Linked DNA regions of Sus scrofa: region 1 is linked to region 2. The links are chromatin contacts, called in public Hi-C maps. All regions are on one chromosome and are shown on one strand. Each heading gives the region's core, a stretch centred on a gene start, on an enhancer-like site or on the middle of the called end of the contact. The rest is flanking DNA. Distances are from core to core; before and after follow the strand shown. Region 1 holds the start of MED13 (mediator of RNA polymerase II transcription subunit 13). Region 2 overlaps LOC102157680 (a long non-coding RNA gene).

Region 1 (2,700 bases), core at 6-2,505, 35 kb after region 2:
AACAATAGATCAGTCTAAACAATGCATATCTGTGCCCAGCACTTGTCTACCTGCTTTCTTTGTATTAATTCAATTACCACAACAACCCTGTGAGGCAGGGGATATGTTTTCCTCATTTTACAGATGAGGAAACTGAGACAGAGAGGTAAGTGATTCTCTCAAGCTTCAAACCCAAGCAGTGGGGCTCTAACTCCCAGGCTGTTAGCCGCATGACTATATTGTTTCATTTACGTTTCGTTCGTAATATCACAACTTTCAAGCGGCTGAGTCCTATCGCAGATCTAACTCCCAGGCCCACGGGTTTGCGCTGCACCCCAGTGGCCTTGTAGAATAAAGGAGAAGATCTAGGAATTTTTGCAACACTTCTAAGGAATTCAAACGGATTTCAACGTAATTCCCAGATTTGTTATGTGAACCCTGTAAATTCCCCGGGAAGAAGTAAGATAGGGCCAGGGCCCTGGGTCATCTCACGGTGGCCGGGGCACCCAGCAGATGGCGCTATCTTAGTAGCCACCAGCTGGCTGCCCAGTCCCCCTGGGCTCACCGCCTCTGCTGAAAGCTTCCCGGCTCTCCTTCGCTCCCTTCTCTCTCCCCCTCCCCACGGAGCCCGGGCGCACGTGACCTCCAGGCGGCCAATGGGCGAGCAGAGAGGGCGAGCTGGTCCCTGTGGCCGCCATTAAAGCGAAGGGAAAACCCGTGAATTCGGATTAAAGGGGGAAAAACACCGCCCGCTGGGCCCACAAAATGGGGGAGACTACGGCGTCCCGGCGGTGAGGCCGCAGGAGAGCGGACGTTAGGCCGGCTTGGCCCAGGGACGACACGAAGACACAGCCAGAGAATGGTCTGAGCCCGCAGACGCCGCCACCACCTCCGCCACTGAGGAGACTCTGGGCTTAAGGACATCGCCGCTGCCGGGTCGGGGGCCTGGGCTTCTCTCCCGGTTCTCGCCCTTCCCGCCCCTCTGCGGGCGCCTCCCCGCCCGGGAGAGCCCTCCAGGGCCTGGGATCTGCCCTCTCGGACTCGATTTTAATTATTTATTGTGTAATTTATTATATTTTCTTGTGGCAGGGGCACACATCCCCTCTGTCCCCGAGAGGGACGGGCGTCCGCGGGCTCCGCGGCGGCCGCAGTCCGGCCCGCGGGGCGAGCGCGGCGCGGCCCTCCCGCCTCCGGCTCTCGGCCCCGGGCGGCTGGGTGCCGGCCGGGCGGCGGGGACTGCTCGCGGCGGCGGGGGGGTGGGTGGGGAGGGCGGGCGGCCCGGCGGCCTCCTCTTCCACCGCCCCCCAACCACCACCCCCCCGCCCTCCCCGGTGTCTGTGTTTCTCTCTCTGGTCGGAGGCGGCGGTAATGGCGGATGGTGGGTTGTGGCGCCGGCGACGGCTGCTGTGAGGGACGATGAGTTCCTCCTTCGTGCCGAACGGGGCCAGCCTGGAAGATTGTCACTGTAACCTCTTCTGCCTGGTGAGTGCGGGGCGGGGGCCACGGCGAGCGGGCGTTGGGGGAGGGGCCGCGAGGTGCGCCCTTGGGCCGTGGGGGAGGGGGTCCGGGTCGGTTCCAGATGCCGGAGTCCCCGGGCTAGGCCCAGCCGGAGCCGGAGCCGGCGCGGCGGCCAGCTCGGCACCAGCCCGGCGGCCGCGGTCCTCTCCGGCGGTCCCGGGCGCTGTGTTTCGAGTGTCGGCCCTTTTTCTCGTTTCTGACTCTTTTTCCCCCTCCTCTGGTAGTCTGGTCTTTAACTTGGGCTCCTTATCCGGCAGGACACTAGCCTTTCCCTCTGTTTCTTGCTTAACTGTTGCTCTCCTCCTCATGGACCGTGTATCCCTTCTTCACACTTACCCATTATTGCCCGTTCTCCTTCTGTCTCACTCTGCTCATCTGGTTTCCCCCCAAAAAGCGGACCCCGGAACTTAAGCACTCTTTTCGTTGTCCATTTTTTATTGTGAGTCAAACTATATAGGGGGGTTGGTTTCTTCCTTGCGCGACTTCAGGCTCTGTGTAAAAAGGAGTAGATGCCATTTCATATGTTTTTTCTTCAAACTTTGAAAACAACTTGCCATTTTGACAATTTTTAGCCATTTTGCTTTTATTAGAACATTATGTTTGTGAGAGTGGAGCGAACCAGAGGAGGAGGTGCTGTGGTTTTGCACTAAATATTTTTGTATTTGTCTAATTTGCCTTCGTTTTTAGCATATTTTGAGGGGGCTGTTCCTTTTTTTATTGGAAAGTCAGGGAAAGCTAGATTTAGGGATGATAATTGTGTACGTTGGCCCAGATCTGGGAACATCCAATAAAGACTTTCAAAAGTACCAACTGTTGCAAATATTTAGTTTTCAATTGGATAGTAACTTAGCTTCATCAGTGATTTAAAGTTTAGGTGACTTTCTTTTTTCATTTTCCCTATCCTATGAGAAATATTAAGAGAGTGTGTGATAGGTAAGTGAATTGAGTGGGCGGAGCACAACTAGTTGGCCAGTGTAAACTGCCAGTCATGTATCAGCAGTTTCATTTTTGGCACCTTGCGCTTTGCACCTTTAAGTTAGATTCAGAATTACAAGTTCGCTCTAATGAATTTCTTTTCACGATGCTAAACTGAGATCTTTAATTTTTATCTAAAAAATAAAATGTTTTCTTGTACAGTGTCCATTAATTTGCATCTCTTGAGCTGTAAGAAGACAGCGGGTTTTACATTTCTGTCTTCTCCAA
Region 2 (2,700 bases), core at 20-2,519:
TGCGCCACAATGGGAACTCCAAGATGAGTATTATCTTTTATCTTGTTGCATTTTCTTGCAGTATTTTAAGATTTTATGTTATATTTAATACTTTAAATTAGCAGTACTTCCTTTTGAGGTGTGATATAAGGTGAGAATTGATGTACCCTTATAGTAAGTCAAAGTACTTGTGACAGGGCTCTCTTCTTGTGAAACACAGCCACTGGTCCTGGTGAAGGGGCTTCACAGCTTTCAGAGTCTCCCTAGGTTACTCCTGGGTGACTCCAATTCTATGCTGGGTGCCTATACCAGGCGCCATGAACATCAGACTTTGGATTGCTTCTATTAGTTGTTGCCCCAGGAGGATTGCCAAGAGTAGAGATGCTTTCTCTATTTCCTGGTACTTTGAAATAGAAAACCCACCTGGCCATTTCACTGTCTAGTTTATAAGAGACAGTAAAGTCAAAACACTCAAAGAAACCAGGGCTCGCTTGGGTCTGTGTCAATTGCTCCAGGCTCTGGAAGTCCAAGCACCTTGTCACGGATACTGGATACCCTTATCTAATTTCATGCTTTCAAACCTCTGAGGTAGCACTGCTGATAAATGATTCCCATTCTAAAATCAGGTGGTTGATATCAACCAGCCAACTTCTTCCACGTGTATTGATTGTTGCCAGAGCCATGACTCTCTTCTATTTGAGCAGCATGGCCCTCACGGTACTGTTAAAGGCATTGGTTTCAATGGTGTAGAGCTGTTTCGATCAAGGTAAATCAAAGTTGGGAAGGAGACAAGCAAGTCTTCAACTGCTATGATGCCTTATCTAACTCTGGATCTGAGGGAAACTTGTCCTTCCTTTTGAGAAGGTTAATTTTGGTCCAGGAAAGGCATGAATGGGACCTCTTTGGACCAGGAATCAATAGATAAAGTAGCCTGCTCTTTCTCGGAAAAGCCCAAAGGCTCTCCCAGGCTTATCCTCCCTCCCGTTGTTTCGGGGATTGTATTTGTCCCAATCAATTAATCTTCCACACCATTTCTCCCAAGAAATGAGGACTCTAAATTGTCTCCCCTAATGTCACAGAGATGTGCATATGAGGTCCCTGATAGGACAGAGTTTGTGTCAGCTTGTGGCAGGGTGTATAAGACATGTACAAATAAGAGGCTCCTTCTTGTGCTTGGGAGGCTAAATTTAGACCATGGGCCAGGATACGTGGAGATAAATTGCTTGGAACTCCGTCTTGAATCCTGTAGCAACAGAAAGCAACTACTCTGCCCTCCACCTCACATGGGGCCATTCTGATAAGAATCAGCACTGTGGGAATAAGGTCAAGAGTCCAGAGGACTCTCAGGGCTGCGGAATATGTACCACCGGCACTAAAACTCTAAATACGCGTTTCCCACAGAAATACTGTTCAGTCAGGGTCTTTAGTAGTTGTAGTACAATATTTAGGTACTTTAGAATTCTGTAAGCTTTTGTGGGCTGGCCTTTGGGCAGAGACACAATTTGTAATGTTGTCTCTATAGGAAAACTTGTTCCCAGTTCCAGACAACAGCCCAACAAATAAACTAGTAAGTTGGGAATTGCCTGTTTTGAGGCCTTTCACTGGCAAACACAATAGATTCCAAAGGCTTTCATAGTCAAGCTAAACTTACAGCCTGTGGTCTAAGATATTGGCTCTGAGCCCAGAAGCCCTCTTCTGCCCCTCTGTCCTCTCTCTGCTGAACATTTTGATTGAATTCCTCCTATCCTCAAGAGCCCATCAACCAGTGTTATCTCTGTCCCTGGATCCACCTGCAGGCATTACACTAAGGTAAAAGCTGAATACAGTTGGCCCTCCATAATGATGGGGTCTGCATCTAAGGATGCTGAGGGCTGACCATGGGACTTGAGCATCTGTGGATTTTGGTATCCGTAGAGGACTGACTGTACTTTTAATCCTAAATTTTTAAATTAAAACATTTCAGAATTACAAAAAGTTTCAAGAATAATGAATGCTTGCAGTTCCCTGATAGTGTGGCAAGTTTAAGATCTAGCATTGTCACAGCTATGTCTACGGTTGCTGCTGTGGTGTGGGTTTGATCCCCGGCCTGGGAACTTTTTTTTTTTTTTTTTAATCTTTTGTCTTTTTAGGATCATACCCGTGGCACATGGAGGTTCCCAGGCTAAGGGTCCAATCGAAGCTACAGCTGCTGGCCTACACCACAGCCACAGCAATGCAGGATTCGAGCCGTATCTCTGACCTACACCACAGCTGTGAGCTGCACTCACGGCAACGCCGGATCCTTAACCCACTGAGCAAGGCCAGGGATTGAACCCGCAACCTCATGGTTACTAGTCGGGTTCGTTAACCACTGAGCCACTACAGGAACTCCCTGGTCCGGGAACTTTTGCATGCTGTGGGCATGACCCCCTGCCCCTAACTTTTTTTTTATTTTAAAAAGAATAATGGGAGTTTGTCATGGCTCAGCAGAAATGAATCCAATATCCATGAGGATGCAGGTTCAATCCCTGGCCTTGCTCAGTGGGTTAAGGATCCAGCGTTGCCATGTGCTGTGGTGTAGGTGGTCGCAGAGGCAGCTTGGATCCCGAGTCGCTGTAGTCATGGTGTAGGCCAGTGGCTACAGCTCCGATTTGACCCCTATGCCATGGGTGTGGCCCTAAAAAGACAAAAAAAGAAGAAGAAGGAGAAGAAAAATCCTTATGTAATCATCTTCAGAAAATA

Evidence for each region. A called contact is a pair of places that touch in the nucleus more often than the background predicts.
Region 1: a Hi-C map of liver shows a contact between it and region 2, with 5 times the contacts expected there. The contact joins the promoter of MED13 here to the enhancer-like site in region 2. A contact is called at or near these places in 1 of 5 promoter capture datasets (liver) and 3 of 47 Hi-C or Micro-C datasets (embryonic fibroblasts, liver and skeletal muscle).

What each region holds. Positions count from the first base shown.
Region 1 is chr12:36,332,486-36,335,185 of Sscrofa11.1, forward strand. It overlaps MED13 (mediator of RNA polymerase II transcription subunit 13), which reads left to right and starts at 1,256. Exons shown (of 31, transcript XR_002337203.1): 1 at 1,256-1,461.
Region 2 is chr12:36,297,387-36,300,086 of Sscrofa11.1, forward strand. The region is part of intron 4 of LOC102157680 (a long non-coding RNA gene); the gene reads left to right. Among named protein-coding and RNA genes, the nearest start is that of MED13, 35 kb to the right of the region's middle. Within about 2 kb of position 1,270, at least 1 of the 83 cell types and tissues checked has an H3K27ac peak or open chromatin away from gene starts, as enhancers often do. A contact at or near this core is called in liver, where this site is marked.